Regions from separate parts of the Hordeum vulgare genome. Here region 1 is linked to region 2. Evidence: chromatin contacts called from public Hi-C data. All regions are on one chromosome and are shown on one strand. Each heading gives the region's core, a stretch centred on a gene start, on an enhancer-like site or on the middle of the called end of the contact. The rest is flanking DNA. Distances are from core to core; before and after follow the strand shown.

The links. Hi-C and Micro-C count contacts between places; a contact is called where the count stands out from the background.
Region 1: a Hi-C map of leaf shows a contact between it and region 2, with 2.5 times the contacts expected there. The contact joins the promoter of LOC123404411 here to the enhancer-like site in region 2. A contact is called at or near these places in 3 of 6 Hi-C or Micro-C datasets (leaf and seedling).

Annotation. Positions count from the first base shown.
Region 1 is chr1H:10,096,405-10,099,830 of MorexV3_pseudomolecules_assembly, forward strand. LOC123404411 (protein NRT1/ PTR FAMILY 6.2) reads left to right here and starts at 1,807. Exons shown (of 2, transcript XM_045098337.1): 1 at 1,807-1,946; 2 at 2,073-3,426. The coding sequence starts at 1,944.
Region 2 is chr1H:10,046,034-10,049,218 of MorexV3_pseudomolecules_assembly, forward strand. No RefSeq gene overlaps it. Among protein-coding and RNA genes, the nearest start is that of LOC123404411, 51 kb to the right of the region's middle. Within about 2 kb of position 1,473, at least 2 of the 3 cell types and tissues checked have open chromatin away from gene starts, as enhancers often do. A contact at or near this core is called in leaf, where this site is marked.

The DNA of each region.
Region 1 (3,426 bases), core at 557-3,056, 51 kb after region 2:
CGCATACAACTACTTGAACCGCACATTCATCTTAGTCCACCATTTCTAAAAAAGAAATCTGGATTTTTCCGGACGTAAACGTGCATGGTTTACCAATTAATAAAGGACGTGCTTGCATGGCACACCATCATAGTATGCAAAATCAGAGTATGTACATTGTCCGGTATCCTCATAGGACGTAGGTCATGCTCGCATGAGGCGTCTGAACCTATTCAAAAAACATTGTTGCGCCACTTTTTTAGGTGTATGTCGACCTTTGCTCTAAGGCTGTCGCGCACACCCCTTGCTTACATGTCACTAACGACGCTACAAAGAAATGACCTAGTCAAAAGTTGTTTCCCTAACAACAACAATCAACATAAAGAGCAGTTCTATGCTTGATCAACTGTTAGCCAAGCTTGGAAAGAGTTTGCTTGGACTGCCCCAAGTTAAGCAATCTGACAACAAAATGCATAGCCAACACGAAACGCATGGGAGATAACGGGTCTTTGGCCTTGTCTAAGGCCTCGCTTGTGGTTGATGCAGTCAAAGAGATATCTGCTTACCCTAATTCTTGTGCTTGCAGTGGTAACAAGGCAACGATCCAACCATTCCAACGGCTACCAAAACCTTGAACGGCGAGCAGCTAAAGCAAGAATTCTCAAGACAATGAATCCAAGGTATGGGAGATGTCATGCTTAAACAGGAGCCCATGAAGTTTCTTTCACTACATGACTCCTGAAGGGTGGTTTTCTCGTAGGATCTTAGAACCAACGGCTAAGCTCTTACTGGAGCACCTGGCATTAGGTCCTACGGGAGCTATAAATATTTACAAAAACACCGTTGATGAGTCATATAATCACATCCAAGTCCAAGGCTTCGAGGATCCAACGTGTGAACTCGTGCTGGAGCACATCAGCTTAGATGCTACAGGATCATCTGATACTCAGTCACACCACAGGGTCTCGGAAGTCCTTGAAGGAAAGTTAGTAGGGCTAATATAATACTCCCTCCGTTCCTAAATATAAGTCTTTTTAGAGTTTTCACCAGGGGACTACATACGGATGTATATAGACACACTTTAGAGCGTAGATACATTCATTTTGCTCCGTATGTAGTCTCCTAATGAAATCTCTAAAAAAAAAAAATATTAAGGAACAGAGGGAGTATATGATTTCTATATTCTTGTTTATGTGTTCTATAAATGTTTTGAGCCAAACAAGGCTTGCACCATTGGTCCCCAAAAGATTTGGTATGCTTAAAACTAAGTGGATCGACATCCAAGGACATTACCAACCAATTTCACACCGAGTGGATGTATAATGAATCTGAAGAATTGGCATGTGAAAAATCAAAAAGGTGGACAGATCAACACCATGATCCTTTGCTTTGTCCCTAGTCCTGATCTCCACACTCAGGTGGAGGTAGGTGCCTTTGCAAGTCCCCTCTTCCTCTCTCCTCCGTTGCTAGCCTATCTTATCTGCATTATTGTGATCGTTAGTGGGGATGAAGGGCCCCATTGTAGATGCTGTTGAAACTCCTAGAACATTTCATGCGAGCTGAACTCCCTCTTCTCATCCCCAAAACAGCTCACTTTCCTTAGTTTCCACGTCTCAGGGATCAGCAGTTTCTCCTCCAGTGACCATCTAGCTAACAGCTGAATATAATAATACGCGTATATACATTATTTTGTGTTACCACCATTGGCTGCCACCAGCACCGGCATAAAGAGATGGAGAGAAAGATCCAGGCTTTTTTTAGTGCGCGTCCCTCTCCATCGCTTGTGATCGTGTACGTAGTATGCGCGCCTATAAATGGAAGATCCCGAGGTCGTCGATCCAGCAAGCGAAGAACTTGCAAGCACTAGCAGTCGTCTTCTTCTTCCACTAGTATATTCTCCTGCAAGGATCGATCGATACATCTTGTCCTTGTTCGTTCGACCTCAAGCTAGCTAGCTACCACAAATGGTTCGTGATTGATATCACGAAATGTGAATTTGTGCATGAAATAATTGCCCAAGATTTGCAAGCATGCATGCACGCATGTTATCCTAATTAATTGCTCTTGTGTGTTTGGACGTACGTGTTGTGCAGGGTGGAAAAATGGAGATTGAGAGGTCGTGGAGCGAGGACGGCAACCTGGTTCAGGACGCGGTGGACTACCGGGGTTGCCCGGCCGACAGGTCCAGCACCGGCAGCTGGCTCGGAGCGGCATCCGTGGTCGGGATCGAGCTCTGCGAGCGGCTGGCCACCATGGGAATCGCGGTGAACCTCGTCACGTACCTGACGGACACGATGCACCTGCCCAGCGCCGACTCCGCCAACGTCGTCACCGACTTCATGGGCACCTCCTTCCTCCTATGCTTCCTCGGCGGCTTCCTCGCCGACGCGTTTCTCGGCCGCTACCTCACCATCGCCATCTTCGCGCTCGTCCAAGCACTCGGCACCGGACTCCTCGCGGTGTCCACGACCGTGCACCAGCTCCGGCCACCACCGTCCGAGGAGGCCACGGGCCTGCAGATGGGCGTGCTGTACATGTGCCTCTACCTCATCGCGCTTGGCACCGGCGGCCTCAAGTCCAGCGTCTCCGGCTTCGGCACCGACCAGTTTGACGAGCGCGACGACCGCGAGCGTGCCGCCATGGGATACTTCTTCGACCGATTCTTCTTCTTCATCAGCCTAGGCACACTTCTCGCCGTCACCTTCCTCGTCTACATCCAGGACCATGTCGGCCGGAGCTGGGCCTACGGCCTCTGCTCTGGCGCCATGCTCATCGCCATCGCGGTCTTCCTCTCGGGCACCAAGAGGTACCGGTACAAACGGAGCTCCGGGAGCCCGGTCGTGCACATCCTCCAAGTCCTCGTCGCTGCCGCCCGGAAGCGCGGCCTCAAGCAGCCGCACACTGCCGCCGCGCTCTATGAGGACCGCCCCGAGCACGCCAGGATCCACCACACCGACCAGTTCCGGTGCCTGGACAGCGCTGCGGTGATGGCCGGTGAGGAGGACAACGAGATGGGGCCAGACGGGCGGCCCACACCGAACCCCTGGAAGCTGTGCTCGGTGTCCCGCGTGGAGGAGGTAAAGATGGTGGCGAGGCTGATGCCGGTTTGGGCGACGACCATCTTGTTCTGGACCATCTACGCTCAGATGATCACCTTCTCGGTGGAGCAGGCGACCACAATGGACCGGCGCATCGGCGGCTTCGAAATCCCAGCCGCATCGCTCACCGTCTTCTTCGTCGGCGCCATCATGCTGACCCTCGCCGTCTACGACCGCGTATTCATCCCTCTATGCCGAAACCTCACCGGCCGGCCGGGGTTCACCAACCTCGAAAAGATCGGCATCGGCCTGGTCCTGTCCATCGCCGGCATGGTCGCTGCCGCCGTCACCGAGAAGAAGCGCCTCACCGTCGCCTCCACGGCCACCACCATGAACGGCACGGCGCTGC
Region 2 (3,185 bases), core at 223-2,722:
ACGCAGAACTATTGCATGAGGTGGAGTGTGTATGGAGGCGCAAGATGGGTCGTGCATGTAGATGTAAGGTAGATCAATGTTTACAACAGACATATGTGAAAAGCAAAGAAGCATGGCGGCCTTGTATCCATCAGACTTCAGTACAATAGAAGCATAACCAAGAGTCAAGAGAACCATGGATGTTAGCATATGGATCAGAACTAAACAATATGAGAATGAAACTAGCACGGCCTTTTGAGACCTCGTCGTCAACCAGCTGCAGGGCACTTGCAAGAATATGAACAAGTGAACACCGTCCAGGGAGGCGCATCTTGTCCAATCCAGAGATAGATGTGGCTGACATGGATCAAACGAAATAGCTGTGAGACGGGCATGGGCGGTGCGTCAGCGACGAGGAGACATGCGAGATGAGAGGAATGTAGGACGGTGAGGACGATGCAGAGCGGTTGTTGGCGACAGGAGGAGGGGAGAGGGATATACGGGGCGAGCGATTAGGGCGGAGGTTACGTACGGGGATTTCGGCCGTGCGGATGGTTAGCTCGCCGAGGATTTTTTTTGTACGAAGCAAGTTGTGACCGTGAGATCCCAATCATATCAACGACAGTCGTCAGGTCTGAGGATTGTATCGTATCATACTATAGATATGAAGTGTTTCCCTTAAATTATAGATCCATTCTTTGATATATAATGATGCGCATCAACGTTTATATAGACAATTAAGTCTCTTCCCATTGACAAGCCTTGATTTACCTCCACTCATACTGGATCACGGCACTATGATAATTAAGTCTCTTCCCATTGACAACCCTTGATTTACCATTAACATCACCTTCGAGTCTTATGGCCCTGATGGATAAATACTAGCAGTGGTATGGTGACCATAGGCATGCAGAACAAATATGTTGGTAGGTATGGTCCAGTGGGGCATGGACACGTCAATGCAAAGGAGCCTCAGGTACATAATCGAATGGATTTGATGATCTATTTTCACATGGTATGTAGGCATCTGATAAGCTAGTGATTATAATTTCGAGCTGAAAAGGAGGGGAACAGCGCAGCAGAGACATGCAGGAGCACCATGCTGCTCCTGCCTTATCCCTCTACTTTTTTTTGTCATCTATCCGGCCATCTCTAGCTACCGACACCTAATGCCCAGCTGAGTCATACATAGCATAATTAAGTTTAGTGTGTGTAGATAAGAGATAACTCTTGCCCCACAAATTGGCCAACACATATATGTACACCAGCCAGACAATCACCAGCTGATGTGGAAGGAAGAAGAGTAGCACCACAAATTGGCCCGGTGGAATAATCAGATAGAGTCAATCATATGCATACAGAAATGTCAACTACAAGCATGCATATCAAATATGTGCACATATATCTCTTTTCTTTTGTTTTCATCCAATGAGCCTCTACCACCGTAGCTTTTGGTGATTTGCTCTCACAATGATCTGATCTGATCCTGACAAGGAGGTGCCATCTATCCACATGCACTTACCTTTTCTCCCCACTCCTGAGTAGCGAGAAGTCTCCTAGAACAAGTTCACTGCATGCTCATCAGGCAGTTGTGACTAGTCATTTGGAGTTGTCAATTAAAGTGCCATTGATCTGTGAAAGCTCAAATTAGTTGCCCCTTTCTTGGCGGGGAAAAGCTCAAAGTTGCTGTGAAGGAGATGGAGGGAATATACCGTATGGTAGTTCGTCTGCCTATAATGCAATCAGCCCTTTGGACAAATTAAGCGATGGCTCGCAATATGACTTTACTGAGGCACTTGGGACCAGCTGGCACGAGCTTGCTTTCTTTAGATCACTAATACTACACTTTACTAGCCGAATGGAGCAACAGAAACTGAACTTTCCAATCTCCTGTTCTGATTCTGCTCATGCCATGTTCCTTTACTAGCTAGCCTCATCCTGTATGGCAGGCAGGTGGTGAGATGAGATAGGTCAACTGGGTTCCAAGCTCCCGGCCGGAGCGCTGACTACTGACAGGGAAAAGGACTTGGACCCCTACCATACGCATGCATCTTCATTGGCCTAACTAAGAGCATCTCCAATAGCTGCACAAAAATATCGCATCCAATAATTTTTTTAGCGTGTCACTGTAGCACTTTTAAAGCGCGGGGATCGAAGTATCTCCAACAGACGCGTGTTAGTGGGGCGTCCAATTCAGCCCTATCCAACGACCCCATCGGCAGCAACACAGAGTTTGCTACGCGCGCAAGCCGGCGCACCAAATATGCTGCACGCGCCCAAAAGTTTTTAGCGCGCATACTGTTTTACAACGTCTGTTGGCGCTATCCGGCGTCCAAAAAATGAATCTTTTAACGTGCGGAGCATTTTTTGATCGCCTGTTGGAGATGCTCTAATACACACGTTCATGGTCACAACCTATGGTTTCAACAGTTATATTCCTGGCTCCCATATATCTTATCTGAGCTTCTGCGTTTTAAATTTTTTAGTCAGGTCGTCCAAATCACTTGATATAGGCCCATCATATATTTGTTTTTGGAAACAGGAAGGTATGCATATATTGATCGGTGCAAAACTCTGTTCATGGGTCTTCACAAGATATACATATAGGTAGGTAGGTACCGACAAGTTCATCACGGCCACCAAGTGGCGCCTGCTTCCACTAATTTGTGCATCCACAATATTGTGCAATAAACACGTCCTTGATTGCAACTTTTTAATGTTAGGCATTACTGTTCATATCAGAGAAAAAATAATGTACTAATTGGCTTAAGGAAAAAAACTCATGCATGTAAAACTCATGGGTCTTCACAAGATATACATATATAAACTCTATTCATCATTCAGGGTGCATAATAATTTATTCTTCACCCGAGATAATCGTACGATCAATTTACAAATAATTTAAATTTTAAATACAAATATTTACATTTATATTGAATCACTATGTAAAAATTTGACAAAAGAAAAACAAAAATATAGGTTATAATACCAGAAAAATTTAATTTTTTTGTATTTTTTGCACTATTTTTGTATGTTCGTAATTTTACGTGATATAAAATATTTTTATATTGGTTATATTTTTTTTACAGCCACGTTTTACGTATAAAATAAGATAAAATTTACGGAACGTAAAATTACGGTGCATTGATATTAAAACAGAGGGAGTGAAGAATAATTATTTCTCATCCAGAGTGACGAATAGCGAT